Linked DNA regions of Sus scrofa: all the other regions are linked to region 1. The links are chromatin contacts, called in public HiChIP or PLAC-seq maps. All regions are on one chromosome and are shown on one strand. The core of a region is the stretch at or near the end of the contact, and the rest is flanking DNA. Distances in the headings are between cores, read along the strand shown.

Region 1 (3,457 bases), core at 463-2,962:
CACAAAGGGTGGCATCTGCCTGGCAGCTGCTTCCAGGGGATATGCCTCAATTGTCAGAGGCCATCAAACTGCTGGGCCAAGGGGTCCGCTGCCCTCCATCCTCCTACCCTGAGGTTCTCCTGGTTTAGGGTTCTGGACACCAAGAGGCTGGGGTTTCTTTTTTCTTTTTTTGCTTTTTATGGCTGCACCCAAGGCATGTGGAGGTTTCCAGGCCAGGGGTCGAATCAGAGCTACAGCTGCCGGCCTACGCCACAGCCACAGCAGTGCCGGATCCTTAACCCACTGAGCGAGGCCAGGGATGGAACCCACAACCTCATGGTTCCCGTCAGATTCGTTTCCGCTGTGCCACGATGGGAACTCCTAGGCTGGGGTTTTCAATTCGGCTCCTCCAGTCATGGAATGGGCAACCCAGAGCAAGTTCTGGAAGCTCTCACCTGGGGCATCAGTTTCCCCACCTGTACAATGGGAATACCCCCGCCCTGGATGCCTACCCCACAGTGGATTAGGTGGGCTAAGGAGCTTTGCGGCTGAGAGGTGGCACTCCTGGTACCAGGTCCCTACCTGGATAGTGCTGGATCACTCCCTTCACATAGTTGGCCCAGTGCGGGGTCCCAGGCTCCAGCGGCCGCTTGTCTGTGGGCAGGGGAAACTGCAGCCGCCGGGGCTCATCGGCATCCTCAGAGGTGGTAAGGAGGGAGACAAGCCCATCCGTCCGGGGGCTGCCCACGAGCACAGTCACAAGCTCCAGAGCCTGGCAGGAGAAACCAAAAGTGTGCCAAACTCCCAGCACCACAGTTCTGAGGGATGCGGGGCCTGGGACAGACAAGGAGGTGACCCAAAGTGTCTCTGGGAAGAGCCTGCATACAGATCTGGCCTTGGGGACTTGGGTCCTGCCCCCCATGGGTCTTCAGGGCCGGGACAGCAGGAGTGCAGACCTGGACTCTGCCCTGAGCATGGGCTCTCAGCTGCGGGGCACGAGGGGGAGAGGGCACAACAGGGAAACCGAATCAGGAGCTCCTCTGATGCGTTTCCATTAGAAGGCAACCTCAAGGCACCGGGCTTGCTCACTAGCCAAGCTTGCACAGCTGCAGAGCCTGGTGGAAAGAGCCCCCGGCGGAGGCAGGTCCACCAAGATCCAGCTGTGTGACCTTGAGCAGCTCGTTAGCCCTCTCTGAGGCTCAATTCCCTCCTCTGCAAATTGAACCGGCGGAACCAGGAGGCTCAGGACTACTTCGCCCCGGTCTACGCTAGGGCCCCCTTCCGCATTCCCCCACAAGCCGCGGTGGCTCCCAGGGAGCCTACTTCCTCGGGGATTCCCAACTCCCTCCCTTCCAATGTGGGAAATGCCGCGTCTTAGGGTCTCTCCCACTTGCTCGTCCCCCAGCTCGGTGGGGGTAAAAGTTGGGTGCAGCGCGCCCACCAGTGCACGCGGGGAGATGGCGCCTCCCGCCCAGCCCCTCACCATGGGCAGCACCAGGCCCTGGTTGTAGTCCGTGTGCTCCCCAATGAGGTTGACGCGGCCCGGCGCCGACACGGCCAGCTCGGGCTCGGCCCCGAACTCCTCCAGGAAGGCTCTCCGGGCCCTGGCCAGCAGCTCCTCGGCCCGGGGCTGTTCCGAAGCGGCCATGACTCTCGCCCTGCAGCTCTGTCCGGCGCAGTCGGGTCGGCGCGGGATGCTCGGGGCGGGGCCGCGCGGCGTCGGCCCACAGAGCTGCTGGCGCCGCCCCGCCCCCGGGCCCCGCCCCGGGCCCCGCTGGCCCCGCCCCGCCCGCAGCTCCGGCCAAGTCCACCGGCTGGGCGAGCGGGGCCGACTGGAGGTGGGCTTTGGGAGGGGCCGCTGGGCGTCTGGTCGGGCGTGCGTGGCCTTGAGTGGTATTTGCCGGACTGGGCGATCTAAGCTGCCCTTCCCTGGTGCTGGTGTGCCACACCCCACCCCTGCACCCAGCCGGCTACCCACAGCCAGAGCAGTACCAGCACATCTGGGGTTCCCCAAGGGTTCTCAAAGCTCTCTCCCAAAAGTCCTAAAGTCCTGCAGCTGTGAGAGGTCACCAGCCCCCGATCATGGATCTCTAAGAGGGTGGATGGCCTGGCATTCAGAGTAAAGAGAGATAAAGAAAGCCAAGTTTGACCCCCTGTCCAGCTCCTTAGCAGTGTAGGAGCAAGGAGCGGGATGATGGACAGGGTGGGCCCAGCCCCTCCTGGAAGGACCCACCCAGCTGCCAAGGCAAGTTGGGCTGTTGGCACCAGCAAGTGCTTCCTCAGCCTGGAATCTTGGTCCCAGTGTCTGATACCCAGAGTCTGACACTGGCCGCCTCCTCTCTCACCAGCCTGCATCCTAAACCTTCAAACTGTCCTCGGTTCCTGCCCAGATGCCTGTTCATGGCTGGCCATCCCATATGAAAACTTGGAGGGGAAAGGCTAACATGTAAACAAACTCTTTGGAATTAGAGTGGGGGCTTTGGAAGGGTTGTGGCCAGGGCTGTAGCTCAGGGGTTTGCCCAAAGATCATTCACAAGTCAGCTCTGAAAACTCCTAGAAGTAAACATAGGTTCACCTTACACCACAGCTCACAGCAATGCCAGTTTCTTAACCCACTGAGAGAAGCCAGGGATCGAACCTGTGTCCTCATGGATACTAGTCAGGTTTCTTACCCCTGAGCCATGACGGGAACTCCATGGACATGTTTTCAAACATTTGTGACCTTGGCTTAGCCAATGGTTTTTCAGATGTGACACCGAAACCACAAGCAACAGAAGAAAAATGTGAACTGTACTTCATCAAGATAAAATACTTTGGAGTTCCCGTCATGGCGCAGTGCTTAACAAATCTGATTAGGAACCACGAGGTTGCAGGTTCGATCCCTGGCCTCAATCAGTAGGTTAAGGATCGGGCGTTGCCGTGAGCTGTGGTGTAGGTCGCAGACACGGCTCAGATCCTGCGTTGCTGTGGCTCTGGCGTAGGCCGGCTGCTACAGCTCCAATTCGACCCCTGGCCTGGGAACCTCCATATGCCACGGGAGCGGTCCTAGAAAAGGCAAAAAGACAAAAAAAAAAAAAAAAAAAAAAAAACTTGCCCATCTAAGGACACCATCAAGAAAGTGAAAAGACAAACTGGAGAATGGAAGAAACTATTTGCGAATAATATACTTAAGGGACTTGTATCAAGAACATGTAGGCGTTCCCATCATGGCTGAGTGGTTAACGAGTCCAACTAGGAGCCATGAGGTTGCGGGTTCGATCCCTGGCCTTGCTCAGTGGGTTAAGGATCCAGCGTTGCCATGAGCTGTGGTGTAGGTTGAAGATGCAGCTCGGATCTGGTGTTGCTGTGGCTGTGGTGTAGGCTGGCAGCTACAGCTCCAATTCGACTTCTAGCCTGGGAACCTCCATACACCACGGGTGGGGCCCTAAAAGGACAATAAATAAATAAGCAAATAAATAAATAGAGAGAAAATAACAAG
Region 2 (3,457 bases), core at 530-3,029, 410 kb before region 1:
GCACTCCAAGCAATGATCTATTCGATTGGTACAGTTTAGAACTGTGAAGGTGGACAGAGGGTAAGAATGGAATCCTCTTAACACTACCCCAAATATCACTCTAAGAATCAGGAAAGGGTCAAAAGCCAGTCTCAGCTCTACAGATACCCTCCCCTACCCCCTCATCATTTCTACTCTTCCTCAGAAACAGATTTATGTCTCTTCTTTCCAACTATAACTCTAAACCTAGCCTATGAAACTCAGCTCAGGTCATTTAAATTACTCCAATGTCCTCATTAATATCTGTGAATGGAACCAATTCCAATGTGCTTATTATCTGGTTGGGTGGCTCTGGGCAAGTGAATTGACTAGAGTCAGGGTGTCCTCTTTTTGTGACACTGTGATAGTACCTGCTTGCTAGGATACTTGACAAATGAATTAAATGAATGTCTTTGGAGCACTCTTAGCTCCTTGGAGAACAGTTCCATATATACCGAAGACTTTGTGACCTCCCTGCAACTGCAGATTTCGCTCATGTAACCTAAGTTCAATCACCTGAACAGGGTTTTATTAAGTAAAGGCAGGCAAGGAGCTCCCGCTCTGGCACAATGGCATCAGTGGTGTCTTGGGAGCGGTGGGACACCGGTTGGATCCCCAGCACAGTGGGTTAAGGAACCGGTGTTGCCGCAGCTGTGGCTCTTGGCTGTGGCTCGTATCTGATCCCTGGCCTGGGATCCCCATGTGCCGCGGGTCGGCCAAAAAGAAAAAAAGAAAAGTCAGGCAATTGGAGGAAAGAGCCATCACCTCCAAGAGCCTGGAGGCTCTAGTAAATAACAGATCTCCGCACAAGGCACTGTCTAAGCATCTAGCCTGCTGCCTTATCACCCTGTTCAATTTGTCTTCACTGAAAGAGACCTCCAGGTGCCTCCTCTAACCCACAGATAAAATAATATTAACCCTTGAGCCAAATACTACCTGCTAGAGTTAAACCGTTATTTCTTTAACAGCAATATGCATTAGCAATCATAGCAATAGGCCGCTATAATTACAGCATCAGGCAGCGCCTCTCAGGTTTGCTCAGTATAGGTTATCAACGAAGGACTCCTTAAGATATGCAGGGCGGGGGTGGGGAACACAGCTTTCACCATATTTTGGTCACTGCAGGAAAAAGGTAAAGCCCTGTTTTCTCTCTCACTTTAGATTCTCACTTCAAACATTCAGCCTGCGCGAGGAGGTCACTTCTCCTCGAATACAGGTTCACAATTCTGAAGCTATGCTTGCTCATCGGCACCGCCGCTTCCGAAGCTTCAGCCCAAATCCGGAGCTTTTCCCTTGGTCAGGAAGGCGCAGGGGTTCCCAGAGTCAAAAGCCGCGCGCGTCCCCACCACAGCTGCCCCAAAGCGCCGGATGCCTGTCAGCCCGAAGCACTTGGCTGTAGCTTTCTCGAAGCCCAGGAGGCCCGGACCGGACCCGAGCTCACGCCGCGGCGCGCGGAAGCGGGAGCAGGCGCCGCAGCACAGGGTGCAGGAGCCCGGGCGTCCTGACGGGGAAGGGGCGTGATCGCGAGACGCTCCCAGAGCAGGCGATGCCTGCCGCAGCTGCCATGCAGCGCCACCGCGGGGCCCGGGGAAGGGGCAGAAGGGTGTGGAGAGGGGCGGCTCGGCGGCTTGAGGGCAGGCACAAGCGACCGGGGCTACTCACTCAGCCAGGACTCCAGGCTCTCCCCTTCCGCCTCCGCCATATTGCAGCCGCCCGGGCCGGCCCCGCGGCCTCAAACCTCGCGAGAACCTGCAAGAGCTGAGCTGGGGCGGGGCCTGCATAGGGCCCTGAGAAGAGAGAGCGCCGCCACCGAGGGTTGCGCCAGGCTGCGGCGAATAATGGGAGCGCGAATGTTTCCTTTTGACTCTTCACCTTAGACCCCGGTGTGAGAGACTCTTAAGGCCCCCATAGGGTGAAGCCCAGGTTTAGGAGCCTGTGCAGCCTTTCCCGGACTTCTGTCACCAGCTCAGGCGCACCGAGGGCAGTCTCTGTGGGGTCCTCGTGGCCAGCCAAGATGGCTGCCCCCGCGGTGAAGGCTGCGCGAGGGTGGTCGTGCTCGGCCTTGGGCGTGCGGATTGCCGTCCTCCGGTTTCCAGGGTGAGAGGGCAGCCTGTAGCTGGGAGGCCGTTTGGGTCTTCACGGAGAGACCTGCTGGAAAGGAAGAGGGGCCGTAGACAGGCCGCGCGGGAACCAGGGGGCTGGGATGTCCGGCTCCATGGCTCTTTAACCAGCAGGGTGATTTTGGGTCAGTCTGAAGACATAGTGACTTCCCGCCCGCTCGAGGGGTTCTAACTTAGCGCCGAAAGTGCGATCCTGTTAAAGAACGCAGAGCTGGGATTTTCTTTGTTGGAAGGGAGGGGGAGAGATGCATAGGCGGGGCGCCTATCCCGAGTTTCAGGCCCGTCCTTACCGTTGGCACTTCCTGGCCTGTTTGGGGGAAAGTTCTCCTCCTGCTTGGGACGGGAACCAGAATTATCGGGGTTCACCTTTGGCTAGCGGTCTCCGCGCCGCTCTCACTCGTCGGCGGATTGGCACCCTTGCCTATTGTTAAGTCAAGCTATTTCACTTGTGGAGTCAGCTTTTGCCCTCCTCTTCCTCTTCCCCGCCTCCAGGCTAACCCAGGTGAGGTGGAGCCGCTATGGTCCTGAATACAAGGATCCCCAGATTGACAAGGAATATTACCGCAAGCCGTTGGCGGAGCAGACGGAGGAGGAGAAGTATGAGCGGGATTTCAAGAAGACGCAACTTATCAAAGCCGCCCCCGCGACCAAAACAAGTTCTGTGTTTGAAGACCCGGTGATCAGGTTAGAAGGAAACAAAGTTTTTTTCCAAGGACCGGGACTTTACCAGGGAGGGTCTATAGTAAGGATTCCCTGACACGGCCTTGAGAGGCTAAACATGTTGCTTTTCTCCTTGAAGTAAATTCACCAACATGATGATGAAAGGAGGAAACAAAGTACTGGCCAGATCCCTCATGACACAGGTAAACAGTCCCTCTGCTTTTCCCCGTAGCTTTGTACTTGGCTCTTTCGTTTTAGCATGAAAAAAAAACGGATTCTGTAGCTGTCGTTGAAATTAACTTCCCTGTATGCATGTGTGGGAGTGGGGCTTTAATGAAGTCCTGCAGGAGTCAACAGCTACCATTCCTCATCCCCATATCCCAAATCTTAGCCCACTCTTTCTTTCCTGGTCCAGGGAAGAGGGAGACACTGAAGATCCTGGTTTCAGCAGTGCGGAGGGAGGAGCTGCACAGTTAGAGAACAACAGTGTGACGGGAGTAAAGGGCAAGATCCTAGCTCAGCTGGGAAGACCCTTTAGGGAGCCCGGGGCAGCCTCTTCCGTCGTCTCTCATTGCAGACACTGGAAGCTGTGAAGAGAAAGCAGTTTGCCAAGTACCACGCTGCCTCTGCTGAGGAACAAGCAACCATCGAACGCAACC
Region 3 (3,457 bases), core at 370-2,869, 300 kb before region 1:
GGTTTTCATTTTTTAAGTCGCCTCCCCCGCTAAAAGCCAAAAAGAAGGCATATGAGCCCCAAATTGACCCAATCTTCCTTACTAACATAAGAGAGACATAGAAAAACCTGAGCAGGCACAAAAATGCGATCTAAAAGTGAAAAAAAACAACTAAAACACAAAAACACCAGCAAGCTACACTTGTGATCTAGTGCAGTATTAGTGCAGTATTGGTTACGGCTGAACTCAATCCTTTGAGCCTCCCAGCTCCCAGGGGGAGACCTTAAGTCTCGCACAGCTCTCTAGCAACCCTTCTGGCTGACTGAAGAAACACAGTGGACGCTTCACAGCAAAGGATAAAGCAGGGAAGAGGGCATCATCTTTCCGGGAGAGAAACGGAATCTTTAAATGAGGGAGAAAAACGAACGGGCGAAAGAGCAGAAACCTCAAAAAATTATGCCAAAAGGGACAATAAGGAGGAAGGGGAAGTAGATTAGACTAAAAGGGGGGAGGGGGCAAGTGACTTGCATTATACGGAGTAAGCATTTCGTGGCCGCAGAAGACAAGGGAGAAGTTTAGAAAGGCAGCAACTGTGGAGTGCAAAGTGAACAGAGGGACTAGAAAGCCCAGAAGACTAAAGCGAATTTCTCTAGTGCGCCTTTCTTTTCCACCCTCTTCTGAGACTCAAGAGTAGCAAAAGACAGAACCCGCGAGGGCACTTCGGCTCTTCTGCAAAGTATACTTTTGCTGCATCTGAAGCCAGCCTAGGTGAACTCCCTAAATAAGCTGTTAACTAGCATGGCTTTACAATCCTATACACAGAGAGAGCTGCAAATGAAAAGTGCCAGCGATTCTCTGCCCTCGATCACGGAAATCTTTCTTCGGAGCATTCCGATTAACTGCTGCTTACTTTTCTTAACAAATGTTTTTAGGGAAGCAGTCAAAAAAAAAAAAAAAGCGCAATAAAAGTAAAGGTATTTCTACTGGCTCCGGTAACAAACGTCCTCGCTCACAGTATTAATAGGGTTGGTGGGTTTCCTCCCAAAATTCGGCCCCCAAACACCAGGAGTTGGTGACGTGGTGGCCGTATAGGTCGAAGGAGCATCAATCACCATATTTGCAACCCGCCTCGAATCCCCCGCCTCCCGGGCCAAGTCACACTGACTCACAGAATGATTACCCTGTGTTCTCGGGCTTCTCCGGGTCCCCCCTGTGCAAACCTTCACGAAGAAAGCATAAAATTAAATCAGGAGCCCCCAGCCTCTCGTCCAGGGCTCTGTTCCAAGCCAAGGGTACTGAGAGGACGGTCCCCGGGAAGGAAGCGCCCCAAAAGGGGAAACATGGAGCCCGGAGCCCGGGCGCTCCGCTCCCCGCCCGGAGCCTCGCACTCCCGACCCCCAGGCCCGGCAGCCCACGGTACCCTGGGCCCGGTCCCCCGGGGCCGACTCCCGCGACGAAGCGGGGAGGAAGCAGCACGCGAGCAGCGCCGTCGCCGCCAGCCACACTCACCGTGGCGCAGCTGCTCCGCTCCACGCCCGGCCGGCCCCTCTGCAGCGGTGCGAGCGGCCGCAGACCCCTCTGCTGCTCCCCGAGGGCAGCGCCTATTCTCGCCGCCGTCACCGCCACAGTCTTCGTCGTCGCCGCCGCGGTCCGGTAGCTGAAGCAGCACAGCCGCCTCGCTTCCGCTCCTGGTCGGGGTCCCGCGAGAACTTCCCTGTGCGGCCCCGCCCCGCCCCGCCCCCGCGAGACTTCCCCCGGCGGAAAAGGCCCAGAGCGCAAGCGCTCCTCCTCCGCCAGGCCCCCCGCAGGTAGATCAGCTACAGGCCAGAGCGCAGGCGCCAGGCCGCCCCGCAGCAGGTGGCACCGACAGGGCTCCACCCCTGGGTCGCCGTAACCCTTTCGGTGCCAGAGCGGGTCAATTACAACTCACCTCCGAAAGAAAGGACTTTTTTTTTTTTATGCCCCACATTTGCATGATTCAATTGTCATATTACTTTTGATGGCCGATATCAACTTATTTTTTTTTTATTTCTCCACTGTACAGCAAGGGGGTCAGGTTATCCTTACATGTATACATTACAATTACATTTTTCCCCCAGCCAAGAAAGGACTTTTATGCACACCCTAATCACTTCGTTTTCCCCTTCCACCAACCCAGTTTGGCGGGGTTGGGGGGGAATCTCCCTCCCACGTGAAGCAAGCCAAATAGAGGATCAGGTCTGGAAATATTTGAGAATCTGGTCCAAACAAACTCTGCTGCGTTAGGTGAATGAACATATTCGTTCGCTCATCGATTGAACCAAGTGCCTAGTACATTCTAAGCACTGTGTCAAGTATAGAGGGTCCAACTAAGAACAGAAATCCGGGCCCTTTCTGCACAGAAACGAATTCAAGATCTATAGGAGGGAAAGAACAAATAATACCATAAGTACGGTCAGAATTATTTGGAGAAGGCTGAGGAGAGGCGAGGGGTCGCCGCTCCTCCCATCTCAGAAAAGCGTTCTCGGAGAACGCTGTGGCGTTATCTGAGCTGTCTTGGAGGATGAGTAGGAGTTTGCCAGAGAAGCCATTGCAAGGGCATTCCAGGCAAAGGGAACAGCACGCACGTACGAGGGAACGGAGGCGTGGGCATCGTGTTCCCTGCAACGCGAAGTAGTTTGATTCCTGTATGAGGCGGGGTGAGTTACCTGGTAGTGGCAGAAGATGAGGCTTGGAGGAGTAACTCTTATTTTTCAGTCCCAATCAAAGGAGAGAACAGAGCATCTGACGGTGATGTGAATTCCGGAAGCCACCAAAAGAGCAAGATATAAAAATTAAGAAACGTGGGAGTTCCTGTCCTGGCACAGTGGTGAATGAATCTGACTAGGAACCATGAGGCTGCGGGTTCGATCCCTGGCCTTGCTCAGTGGGTTGGGGATCTGGCGTTGTCGTGAGCTGTGGTGTAGGTCGCAGACGCGGCTCAGATCCCGCATTGCTGTGGTTCTGGCGTAGGCCGGCAGCTACAGCTCTGATTGGACCCCTAGCCTGGGCCCTAGAAAGGCCAAAAAGACAAACAAAACAAAACATGATTCCCTGAAGAAAACAAGCCCGTTGAAATAAAGAGTATGAATTATTCTTTCACCAAGTATTTGTCAAGCATCAGCTGCATGCGTGGCACGCAGGGTGATAAATGAACTGGACAGAGCCTCTGTTTTCAGCAGTTTGTCTTCTAGAGGAGAGTTGTCTGGTCTGCAAGACAGAAGAGTTGGCCCTAAGGGTCACATGTAGGACCTGCAAAGGAGGGGGCCAGTTACCTGGAGCTCAGGCAATCAGGGAGGACTTGGCATTTGAACTATAACCTGGAAACAGGGAGGGGGAGTGATGGAATCGCTGGTCTTCCAGATCAGCCAGAGTTTAGGATCCAGGGAGCAGAGTAATGGGAGGCAAGGCCAAGATGTGCGGCTGAGGCTTTGCTGACAAATGACAGCCTCTGAAGGGT

What was found. HiChIP or PLAC-seq counts read pairs in DNA pulled down with a chosen protein or histone mark.
Region 2: an H3K27ac HiChIP or PLAC-seq map of alveolar macrophages shows a contact between it and region 1. The contact joins the promoter of MRPS7 here to the promoter of GALK1 in region 1. A contact is called at or near these places in 1 of 5 promoter capture datasets (fetal liver) and 1 of 2 datasets of contacts at active chromatin or transcription factors (alveolar macrophages).
Region 3: an H3K27ac HiChIP or PLAC-seq map of alveolar macrophages shows a contact between it and region 1. The contact joins the promoter of GRB2 here to the promoter of GALK1 in region 1. A contact is called at or near these places in 6 of 47 Hi-C or Micro-C datasets (epiblast stem cells, fetal skeletal muscle, heart right ventricle and 3 more) and 1 of 2 datasets of contacts at active chromatin or transcription factors (alveolar macrophages).

Annotation. Positions count from the first base shown.
Region 1 is chr12:5,640,267-5,643,723 of Sscrofa11.1, reverse strand. GALK1 (galactokinase) reads right to left here and starts at 1,712. Exons shown (of 8, transcript XM_003131193.2): 1 at 1,463-1,712; 2 at 562-751. The coding sequence starts at 1,627.
Region 2 is chr12:6,053,991-6,057,447 of Sscrofa11.1, reverse strand. It overlaps MRPS7 (28S ribosomal protein S7, mitochondrial), which reads left to right and starts at 1,779. Exons shown (of 5, transcript XM_003131206.5): 1 at 1,779-2,115; 2 at 2,631-2,822; 3 at 2,938-3,001; 4 at 3,376-3,457. The coding sequence starts at 2,033. It overlaps GGA3 (ADP-ribosylation factor-binding protein GGA3), which reads right to left. Exons shown (of 18, transcript XM_021066652.1): 2 at 1,681-3,385. The coding sequence starts at 1,720.
Region 3 is chr12:5,938,885-5,942,341 of Sscrofa11.1, reverse strand. GRB2 (growth factor receptor bound protein 2) reads right to left here and starts at 1,619. Exons shown (of 6, transcript NM_001137628.1): 1 at 1,489-1,619.